2 separate regions of the Mus musculus genome follow, and region 1 is linked to region 2. A link is a contact called in public HiChIP or PLAC-seq data. All regions are on one chromosome and are shown on one strand. Each heading gives the region's core, a stretch centred on a gene start, on an enhancer-like site or on the middle of the called end of the contact. The rest is flanking DNA. Distances are from core to core; before and after follow the strand shown. Region 1 overlaps Niban1 (niban apoptosis regulator 1). Region 2 overlaps Niban1 (niban apoptosis regulator 1).

Region 1 (5,497 bases), core at 532-3,031, 100 kb after region 2:
CCTTGGTATGGATACAGAGCAAGTCAATGATACTCATGAGCATGCTTGTCAGTGGCTGGTGGAGGATACCCTGAGCACTGACATCCTAGCCGTACATGATTTTGATGTGAGCTCCCCAGAGCAGCCCTCAGAGGAGTGGTAGGAACAGTTTGCTAGCCGTTTTTCTTTTAAAACTGTCAGCAAGGGGGGTCTTAGTTATGGGGTATCCTTAGGGGGGTTGCATGTGACTTGCTATAAAAGTTATGAAATATTTCTTTGATTTGAATGGTGAAGCCAGAGGAAATGTCTAGCGGGTGTGAGCGCTGAGCTGTCTTTGAGGAGCTGAAGTGCTCCCTATGAATGATCGCTTTAGCATTTTAGTAGAAATGGGGTAGGAGAACTGGAGCCTTGGGGGTGAAAGGCAGTTCAAGGGGCTCCAGAGAGGGGCCAGTGTAGGAGCAGCAAATGACACCTCAATATTCTCTTCACCGAAACATGGTACACATTTCGAACTGCACTTGAAGGCATTCTAATCAAGCACGTGAAGGACTCCAGCCACACCACCCACTCAGTCGGCTTCACTGTCTCTTGTCCACAATCAGGCCACACGAAAGAGGAAGTTGGGAACCAGGCGTCCCTGTCCTGTAAAGTACCCAGAGCCACTCACGGCTCGTAGATCTCAGGTGATGCAGAGCAGAAATCCAAGGTGAAAGGTCTGTGCAGCATCTATCTAGACCTGTTCCTAATCCTGCTATCAATTCCTTGTTGGTTAATTTTGTTGGTTTATATTAATTAATCACCTTTTAAGGAAACTCAGATGGGGCAAGAGATTTCATTGGCACAAATTAGCCTTGGGCTGTACAAAGTGCTTGGCTAAATGTTCTAGCTCAAAACCTGCCAATTACACAGACATTATTTGAACAGCTACCGTATGCTCTGTTCGTCACAGTAATAAATAAGAGATCAGGTGCTTTGCTTCATATAAATTAAAAGGCTCGTGAAAATTTAGTCTAGAAGAAAAGAGTATTTATTCCAATTTTTAAGTTTTAAACCATGCTGGCTTTCACTCTTCCCATTCACAAGGTTCTGGTTTATTTTCTGAGGGAGGGAAGGAATTAATGAATGAAAAAAGGAATGAATAAAGCTATTTAAGTTTACCAAAGACTTTACCAATGTAGAAATTGTTTGATCATTCAACAAATTGTTTTCTTAGGTTCCCTATCAGGCCCCAAGCCTGGGGATGCCATGATGGAAACACCAGTGTTCCTTCTTTCTGAAGGAAACAGAAAGAAATTCACCTCTAAAATAGATTGCAACCCATAACTGTCAGCGTAGGGGATAAATGCGCTCAGTTGCAGTAAAGACGTCACACATTGGCTTCAGGGTTGGTTTTACCCAGCACCATCAAGCACCTCCTTGAGAGATGTTATCCCACACTTAGCCGTTTAATTGGGAATTAAGCTATCACCCTCCCCACCTCTCCCACAAAGACTTTCTGGGGCTTCTAAGTCATAGAGGATGAGTAACGATCATACCAGCATGGCCTCATACTGAATCACTTCACCTTTTCTTAGAAAGGCTGCATCCATGAGATATCCCACAATTAAGTGAGGAAGGACTAACCAGTCTTCTCGCCAGTATGTGAGGAAGGGAGAGCCCATCTCCTATACTCCCCGCTGGCCTTTTACCCGACTTTTAGCATGGTGCACCCAAATTATGTTTACTTCCACCACCTCCTCCTTCCTTCAAGGACTGACACTGGGGATTAGTCATCGCTTGTTCTTTCTGCTGGAAACCTGTGTCCTTGAATAATGGCTTCCTGCTTGCCAAGTAACTTCAACATCCCAGGGCCTAGGATAAGGACTGACAACTTTCATGCTACTCAGGAAATGTGGGAGCCAAACACCTGGCACGATGCTGTGCGGGGGCTATTCGGGGCTTGCTTTTAGGCAGGGAGATGTTTCTAATAAAGCTTTCTGACCTTGTTGAAGCTGCCCATAAATAAAGTCCAAAGCTGAAGAGGCAGATAGCCAAATGGCCAGCAGAATGTGCAGTAAGGCAGAGCGCCAAGAGATCAGCATCTAGCCCCACAGATACTACCCTTCTTTCTCAGAGAGCCACAGCTATTGTGGAGCCCCAGCTCATGCCAACCCTGCTCCAGAACCTCTCATCTCCCCTGCCTTTGCTCACCTCCTGCACCCCATGAGAAGCTAAGAATAACCGAGAGTTCATGTCACTCAGTTGGCTGGGTGAGGGTTAGTGCCAATCCAGAAGGCCAGAGAGGAGTAGGCACTAAGTAGCACAATGTTCTAGAAAACGCCAAGAACACTTCCCTCCATGTTCCACACAGCCAAGGTCTCCAAACCAGGCAAGACAGCAGTGACATGGCAAGATGGACAAGGACCCTGCAGTGCACTAAAGATAGTCTCTGTGTGTGGTAACATGTCTAACACTTGTCTTGCTTTTCATAGGTTTGTGTGTGTTCTAGTGTTTCCATGAGGGACCAAGGCGCTTGTGATCTGAATGTGCCGTCTCTGCCTTGGGCAAAGCTCTTGCAAACTCCTGGTTCATGGCCAAATCTCCAGGACTTTAAACTAGTTATGTTATTTACTGACCTTTTACAAAGAGATTTTCCTTGAAAAAAAAAATGACTTGTTCTGGTAACCTTGGCACAGTGTATGAAATTATGCAGTTACCCCACCACACACACACACACCACATTTTAAAAAGCATTTTGGAGACTACAAGGCCAGATTCCAGTGTCTTTTTCCAGAGAGTTCCAATGTGAAGAATTAGTCTATGGACCCTCATGTTTGCCCTTGTAATTCTTTAGATTAAAGCCTGTGACTTCTGAGGATTTTTATCATTTTCATTTTTATCATTATCAAGTGATTTTAATTTGTTATTTTTGTGAAGTGTTACATGAGTTGAGGGCATGGTTTCAGGCCCAGTACTTGCCTAGCAGGCTGGAGGTCCTAGTTCAACCCCCAGGTGGTGGTTGGGGGGAGGGGAGGCTACATGATGTATGTGAGATATGCTAAATAGCCATTCATGATTTCAATATGGCAGAGGGTTTGACATCATTGACATACACCATAACATAGTTTCAGGATGTGAGAATGCCTTCTCTGCCATAAACACACATGACCAGGGATTTGCTTTCTGAAGTCTGGGACTTTGGGAAAAAGAATTCCACACTGTGGTTCATTTTTACATTTACCATACAAAGCAAGTAAACTAAGAACATGATGTAACCGTGTATTTACGTTTCATTTTTGCATTCACCATACAAAGCAAGTAAACTAAGCACATGTTGTAACCATGTATGTACTCTGCCAAGTGCCTATTTGCCAAGAAAACACTCAGCCCTGGAGGGCTGTCCAGATACCTTTAGTTAGAATGGGGCTGGCTCCATCTTTTAGGTAAATCTTTTAGGTAAATGTCACACAGTGGAGCTGCAGGAACAGTCCTTGGAAGTGACAAGGCGAGTCACTCCTGCTGGCTCCGGAGACTAATTTCTCTTGTTGGGGAGAAATCCACCGGGGCACCACTTAGTGTCCAGTGAAATTCCGCTTTGATAATACACACACATGCTTATTTTTCAAGGAATTGGATCACATCCATAATCCAGCAATGGGCAATTACTCTTGATATAATTGAACGGCTGTTCAAACTGCAGTCTATTTTCAGCTGGTGAGACTGAGTAAAACATTCCTTCCTTCTGTAATTATAAATAAAAGTGTTTACTTACTAACATTCACAGTTGCTCATTTATCCGTGAATTCGCTCGTCCAAATTAAAAAAAAAAAGCGTTGCTGTGTATCTCCTTGATGCTGTGAATGGTATAGAAATACAAGAGACTGCAGTCGGCAGGACCCTTGATGCTGTCAAACGCAAATTCTCAGGGGGGATGTAGCCAGGGAGAACCTAGAACACACATTTGTTTCCTCAAATGGCATAAACTTCATCTATGGTGACAGACCTAGCTCTGTACCAACAACTTAATTCAGGAGAAAACAAAATACAGAGGAGGAATCAAGGACAGCAGGGATGGGATGGGAGACATCCCTAATGCTTTGTATGGTGATTTGTAGGATGGATGATAGGTCATCGCTCCCTTCTCTTTGCGGATCAAGCTTCCCATGTGTGAAGGTCATTTAGAGCGGCCTCTCCAGGATTTCTGCATAGCCACACTAACAAATGGGAATTGACTTAAAACTCTGCTTGCCTCTCCTTCTTAGATGAGGTGGTCATTGAGTGAGAGTGACTTAGGCAGGATAGGTGGAGGTCTTGGAGGGGTCACTTGGATCTGCCTCTGCTTGAACAGAGGAAGCATCCAACTCTCCTCCAACTGGCCAGTTCCTCCCTCCTCCTCCTCCCTCTCCCTCCTCCTCCTCTCCTTCCTCCCTCCTCCTCCCCCTCCTCTTCTTCCTCCTCCTCCCCCTCCTCCCTTCTCCTTCTCTTCCTCCCCCTCCTCCCCCCTCCTCCACTTCTTCCTCCTCCTCCCCCTCCTTCTCTTCTTCCTCCTCCTCCCCCTCCCTTCCTCCTCCTCTTCTTCCTCCTCCCTCCTCCTCTTCTTCCTTCTCTACCCCCTCCCTTCCTCCTCCTCCTCCTCCTCCCCCCTCCTCCCCCTCCCCCTCCTCCTCCTTCTTTTGCTTGAAAGAGTCCGGACACCACATCAGAACATACCCTCTACTGTGTTCCCATACCACTCAGCATTATTTTCTGAACTTCGGTCCTGCTTTACTCACCTACCTCTGGTCATCCTCTCTCACTCCACTGCAGCCATCTGATTTCCCTATGCTTTGGGGAAGGGATACTTCAATTTGAGTTCAGAGCAGCACGCTTGCACACCGAAAATGCTTAACACACATTGGAAGAATGAATTGATAAAGACCCTCCACCCCGGATGGAGACAAGGCAGACAGGGCAGATGATGTCCCTTCCTCACGGGGCTTGGGATGCCTGCTTTATACTCACACATCTTTGACCTATATTCTTATTCTCCTTATCCTTCCGGTGTATTAACAAAACCGAACCATGTGTGTGCACACTCAAATCTCAAGGAGAAGGCTGAAGAGCCATGTCATAAAAAAAAAAAATTCAAGCTAACTAGTTTCCAAGGTAGCAGGCAGCCATTGCTGGATTTTCCTAAGGTCTCTTGGATGTAAACTATGCCAACAGACTAAGAAGTTTCCCGTGCAGTACAATTAGGTCTGAGAAATATAAGCAAATGGCCAGGGACAGCAATGCCATTAGCAGGCCAGTTCTCCTCTTGGATCTGGGCAGGCAAGAAGTTGCAGTTCCTGCTTTGCAGAGACTTAGAGGGAAAGGTGTCCCAGAATTCCCTTAGGCAACCCCTTACCTAAGCTCTTCCTAGTAGCTGCGACTCCCATGCCTGCTGCTCTGGACCTTCTGCGGGTGCAGCTGGGTTCCTGCTTTGTGTGAAGGCAGTGTGTTATTCCTGTTTTGTGAAATCTTGTGAGAAAGATTGAAATGAGACTTTTGAGCCAGGCCT
Region 2 (4,850 bases), core at 1,860-4,359:
TGCTAAAGTCTTCATGCTTGTACTCCAGGTCCTTCACAAACTGAGCCATCTCCCCAGAACCACAGTCCCTCCTTTATTAGAGAGAGAGTTTCATGTAGCTCAGGTTGGCCTTAAATTTGCTATATAGTCAAGGATAGCCTGGAACTCTTTTTTTTTTTTTTTTCCTGAAACAGGGTTTTTCTGAGTAGCCCTGGCTGTCCTGGAAGTCACTCTGTAGACCAGGCTGGCCTTGAACTCAGAAATTCACCTGCCTCTGCCTCCCAAGTGCTGGGATTAAAGGCGTGTGCCACCACGCCCAGCAGCCTGGAACTCTTAATCTTTCTGCTTCATCTCCCAGGTGCTAAGATTTCTTGTATGTGCTATGCCTCGCTCTTTTATTTTTAAAAGACCAAACTGCTTGAATTGGCATTGCATCCCTTTGTGGCTCTGGTTACTTGATGCCTGTGAGCATGTGTCTTACCACTACAATGTATATACATTGACCACATTCACCTTAGCAAAGGGCTCTGCCAGGTGGGAGGTAGATAGATATACTGACTGTCTATACACTTGAATGTTGTTTCTCCAAATTAGTACATGAAGAAGCAAAGACCTGACTATGGACCAGTTAACAGTCTATTTAATGAGTTATTTGTGATGTTTTTGTCTGGTTTGCTTCCCGATGTCCCATGTTTCATAATTAATATACATATATTGTTTTGTATTGAAATCGCTTAACTTATCCTCCGTGAATTAGTTTCATTCATCTCAGTTTGAGCTTGCTCATCTCAGGAATTCCCACACTACAGAGTGTGCCCTACAAATAGAGATGTGGGAAACCAGCCAAAGGAAATTAAACTGTCGTTCTTCTCATCTTCCCGGCTGAAAATGTCTACATTTTATCTATGTTTTGGCAGCCATCACTCTGAACTGAGCAGACTTCATACTGTCTGCTCAGCGGAGTGCCTGAGTCTAATCTCTGCAGACTTTTCTTCATTGTTCATTACTTGCGACATCGGTAGGTGTGAGTTTTACCACATTCCCTTTACTCCAGTTGCTGACTACAAAAAAAAAAAAAAAAAAAAAACCAGAGTGAAATTGGGAACGAAGGTTAAAAGGAGCTCAGCAAACTCTATGTAGTCCCCAAGAGGCTGTGCAGGACTGTGGCACCAGGGTCACTGGCACGAGAGTAAGGCAGGTTTCGCCCTGCATTGGAGTAGAATAGCTTTTGGTTTTGTTTGCTTGTTTTTGGTTTGGTTTGTTTTGGTTTTTCAAGACAAGGTTTCTCTGTGTAGTCCTGCCTGTCCTGGAACTTGATCTGTAGACCAGGTTAGCCTCCAACTCAGAGATGGTGGAATAGCTCTTAATTCCTGTTTTTAATTCCCTCTGATTCCTGTTTGTTTCCAGGGCAGAGTTCCAGTCTGCTGGGTGCAGTCTTGGGAGCCGGGTAGATGCTGAGATGACAGAAGTAAAAGCCCAAGCACAGTGCTCAGCAGCAGACATCGACCTCGTAGCATTTGGAGAGAACTTACCAATTAGGTTTCATCTTTAACATGATGACTAAGCAGTGACCAAACTAGCCCAGTTAGCCTTGACCAAACTAACCCAGTTAGCAGTGACCAAACTAACCCAGTTAGCAGTGACCAAACTAACCCAGTTAGCCGTGGTTAACGTGCTTTGTTGTTAAGGGAAAAATGCAATTCTGATGGATTTAAAAAATAAGACCTACTTTAAATGGAAAGTATCATACAAATAAGTTTCGTTTATTAAAAAAAGAGTGCAGAGTGGGAGAGAGAGAGAGAGAGAGAGAGGGTGGGGGGGGTGGAATCAAAGATTTGTTGTTTTCAAAAAACAAGTTTGGCATACACCTACCAGCATTTAGAAAACCAGAAAACCAGATTTACTATTTATCATTTGGGAAGTAGAACATTATGATCTTAGGGTACTTAAGTATTTAAGTGAGAAGAGAAGCAATTATTAGACATTCTAAGTTGCTTCTTGCAAAGTGGGTGTTTGCTATAACAAAAACAGTTTCTGTCACGATCACGTGGTTTCACGCAACCATTTTATTTGGGCAAATATTGTGTGTTTTGTAAGCAGATTATTATACTTTGGTACTGATTTTTTGATAAGAACCTTTCTTATTATAAAATGATGTATGTCTATGATGCATACAGTTCTGTCTGAAAATAGGAGGAACAGGCTCCTGGCTTCTGGCGTAGCTGCTCCCAGGCAAGTTCTCTAATCTGTAGCTTTTTTTTTTTTTTTAATTTCTCTAGAGTCAGTCTATAAGAGGAAGTTTATGTTCATAATGTTTTTATTTTTATTACCGATACATTTTTTACATATCAATCCTCTTTTATGAGTACTTTCCCATAAATTACTCTCAATGTAACAGCACATCTTTTACTACGCATGATTAAATCAAGAGATAAGTGTTTGATGTGATAAACTTTTTATTTGCTTCTATTTTTATATGACATCACAGGAGCAGATAAAGTACCCAGTTTTATAGCTAAGATATTTAAGATTGGGTGGGTGAGATGAGTCAAGGGGTAAAGGTGCCAGATGTCAAATCTTACCACCCAAATTCCACATCATGACCCACATGATAGAAGACGAACATAGAAGACTACAAATTGTTCTCTACATGAACACACACACATACACACACTGTAATGTAAATTTTTTAAAAATTCGATGTACTGAATTTTGAGTGGTCTCAGATGATTGTGTATGCAAAATCATTGCTGTTGTCTCTCCATATTTAAAATGTTTCCCATAGATTATTATCTAATAATTTGCATTCGTTTGATGGTAAATGTAAATGGATTTTCAATATAATTCTGTTGCTTAAAATTTTCACAAATCCTACTTTTAAATAAGGATTCTTACATGCTTTAACCTCCCTTCTAGCCCACCACCCATGAGAGGTAGTGAGAAAGTAAGGTTATTAGGATACAGGGGCAGTGGACCTGTTTAGAAATGGTTCTTTTGCTTGTCAGGAAATCAGCAGTTCAGTTCATAGGATTTAGCAGCAGCAGCTTGATCCACCCTCAAACACTTCACGAACACACCAGCAGTCCAATTTAGGAGTGCCGGATAGCAAACATGAATCAGCAGCGATGGCATGACTCAGCAGAAGATTAGGATGAGTCAGCAGAAGCAACCAGTGCTAGCAGGGACACCAGGAGAAGTTCTCTGTGGTGCCTCTCTCAACAATGTGAGGAGACCAAGAAGGTCCAAGAAGTGTTGCAAAGCTAGCCATGCAAGCCCCCAGTCAATGTCCATTGAATTCTATTTATCATGAATATTCAAACATCATGAATCCTCCCATGGGTCTTTCCTCAACAAAACTCCAGGTGAGTCTGTATCAGCTGACATCATTCTGCCAACTGGCCGAGTCCTAGGAGCAACACCAGTTTTTTGGTGCATTTCTCTCTATGGAATCATGACAAATGATGACTAATAATCAATGGTAAGGCGTACCAATACCACCCAGTGTCATCCTCTGTCTATTGGGTCCTTCTTAACACCATGCGTCCTTTCACATGTTTGCCTTAGCAAAACATCCTTTTACCTGTGTCTGCTTCAGCGAAACGTTCTTTGACATAACTGACTTTCCAAAGACACCAGAATTGCCCACTTCATAATTCTTTCTCTTTTCCTGATCTTTCTTGGTTACTTTCTTTTGGCCTTTTCATAGGGCCACAAAAGGCTAACTGGGATGCACTTAATGTCGCTGTGATCAGCCACTCACAGGCTCTGAGTTTTGTTCTTAAGACCTTTGGTCCTCCATGTTGCACATTGCAGTGTCCTAGTCCCGATGCTCCATGGGTGAAAACTCAAACCCACTTCCTTTTTATCATTTGCCTCATTCCCTTCCCACTCATTTCCCTTACTTTGGTCGGCATGACTTACTTAACATTTTTTTCTTTTATTGATTATTAATTATTTTATTTATTTGCATCCCAAATGTTGCTGCCCTTCTTGGTCCTATCTCCCAGAGTTCTTTCCCTCACCCCCCTTCACCCTTGAAAAGTTACCTCTCCCCCCAAACCCCCCTCCTCTGAGGCATCAAGTCTCTATAGGATTAGGCAATTCTATCCCACTAAGGCCAGACAAGGTAGCCCTCTGTTACACATGTCCTGGGGCTTTGGACCATCTCATGAATGCTCCTTGGTTGGTGGCTTAGTTTCTGTTCCTGGAAGCTTCCAGGGGTCTGGGTTAGTTGACTTCCTATGTTGTTGACTTCCAAACTGTTGATCTTCCTATGGGGACGCTGCCAGCCTCTACAGTTCCTTCAGTCCTTTCCCTAACTCTTCCATAGGGGTCACCGATCTCTGTCCAATGGTTGGCTGTAAGCATCTGCATCTGTCTCAGGCAGCTGCTGGTGGAGCCTCTCAGAGGACAGCCATGCTAGGCTCCTGTCTGCAAGCACAACATAGCATCAGTAGTAAATAGTGTCAGGGTTTGGTGCCCACCCATGAGATAGATCCCAAGGTGAGCTGGTCACTAGTCGACCATTCCTTCAGTCTCTGCTCCATTTTTGTCCTTGAATTTCCTTTAGACAGGAACAATTTTGGGTAAATTAATTTGAAGGTGGGTAAAATCTTAGCATCAAAGCTATATATTTTTGCTTTCTGTGCCTAGGTGCCTGAATGAGAAAAGGCTTTTTCACCATTTTTTCCTTGTAAGAACATTTCCTTCAATCTACCAGTTGTTTTTGAGTATGTGGGGTGAACCTTTATTTGGGTTATTATTCGTGGTTTGTACATTAGTTACTTATATGGAAATGGTTGAAGAACCGGTGACTCAGAAGGAATTACCCAGTACTGAGGATGTTTACAGAGCCTGCTTCCCGGGGAGGT

The links. HiChIP or PLAC-seq counts read pairs in DNA pulled down with a chosen protein or histone mark.
Region 1: a contact with region 2 is called in a FOXA1 HiChIP or PLAC-seq map of pancreatic cancer cells. The contact joins two enhancer-like sites. A contact is called at or near these places in 4 of 484 Hi-C or Micro-C datasets (3T3-L1-derived adipocytes, conventional dendritic cells, embryonic stem cells and 1 more) and 4 of 115 datasets of contacts at active chromatin or transcription factors (the HPC-7 cell line, kidney, microglia and 1 more).

What each region holds. Positions count from the first base shown.
Region 1 is chr1:151,718,205-151,723,701 of GRCm38.p6, forward strand. Niban1 (niban apoptosis regulator 1) reads left to right here. Exons shown (of 14, transcript NM_022018.3): 14 at 1-1,143. The coding sequence ends at 142. Among named protein-coding and RNA genes, the nearest start is that of Gm41969, 16 kb to the right of the region's middle. Within about 2 kb of position 1,782, at least 35 of the 459 cell types and tissues checked have an H3K27ac peak or open chromatin away from gene starts, as enhancers often do. A contact at or near this core is called in the HPC-7 cell line and pancreatic cancer cells, where this site is marked.
Region 2 is chr1:151,613,627-151,618,476 of GRCm38.p6, forward strand. The region is part of intron 1 of Niban1 (niban apoptosis regulator 1); the gene reads left to right. Among named protein-coding and RNA genes, the nearest start is that of Niban1, 45 kb to the left of the region's middle. Within about 2 kb of position 3,110, at least 34 of the 459 cell types and tissues checked have an H3K27ac peak or open chromatin away from gene starts, as enhancers often do. A contact at or near this core is called in the HPC-7 cell line and pancreatic cancer cells, where this site is marked.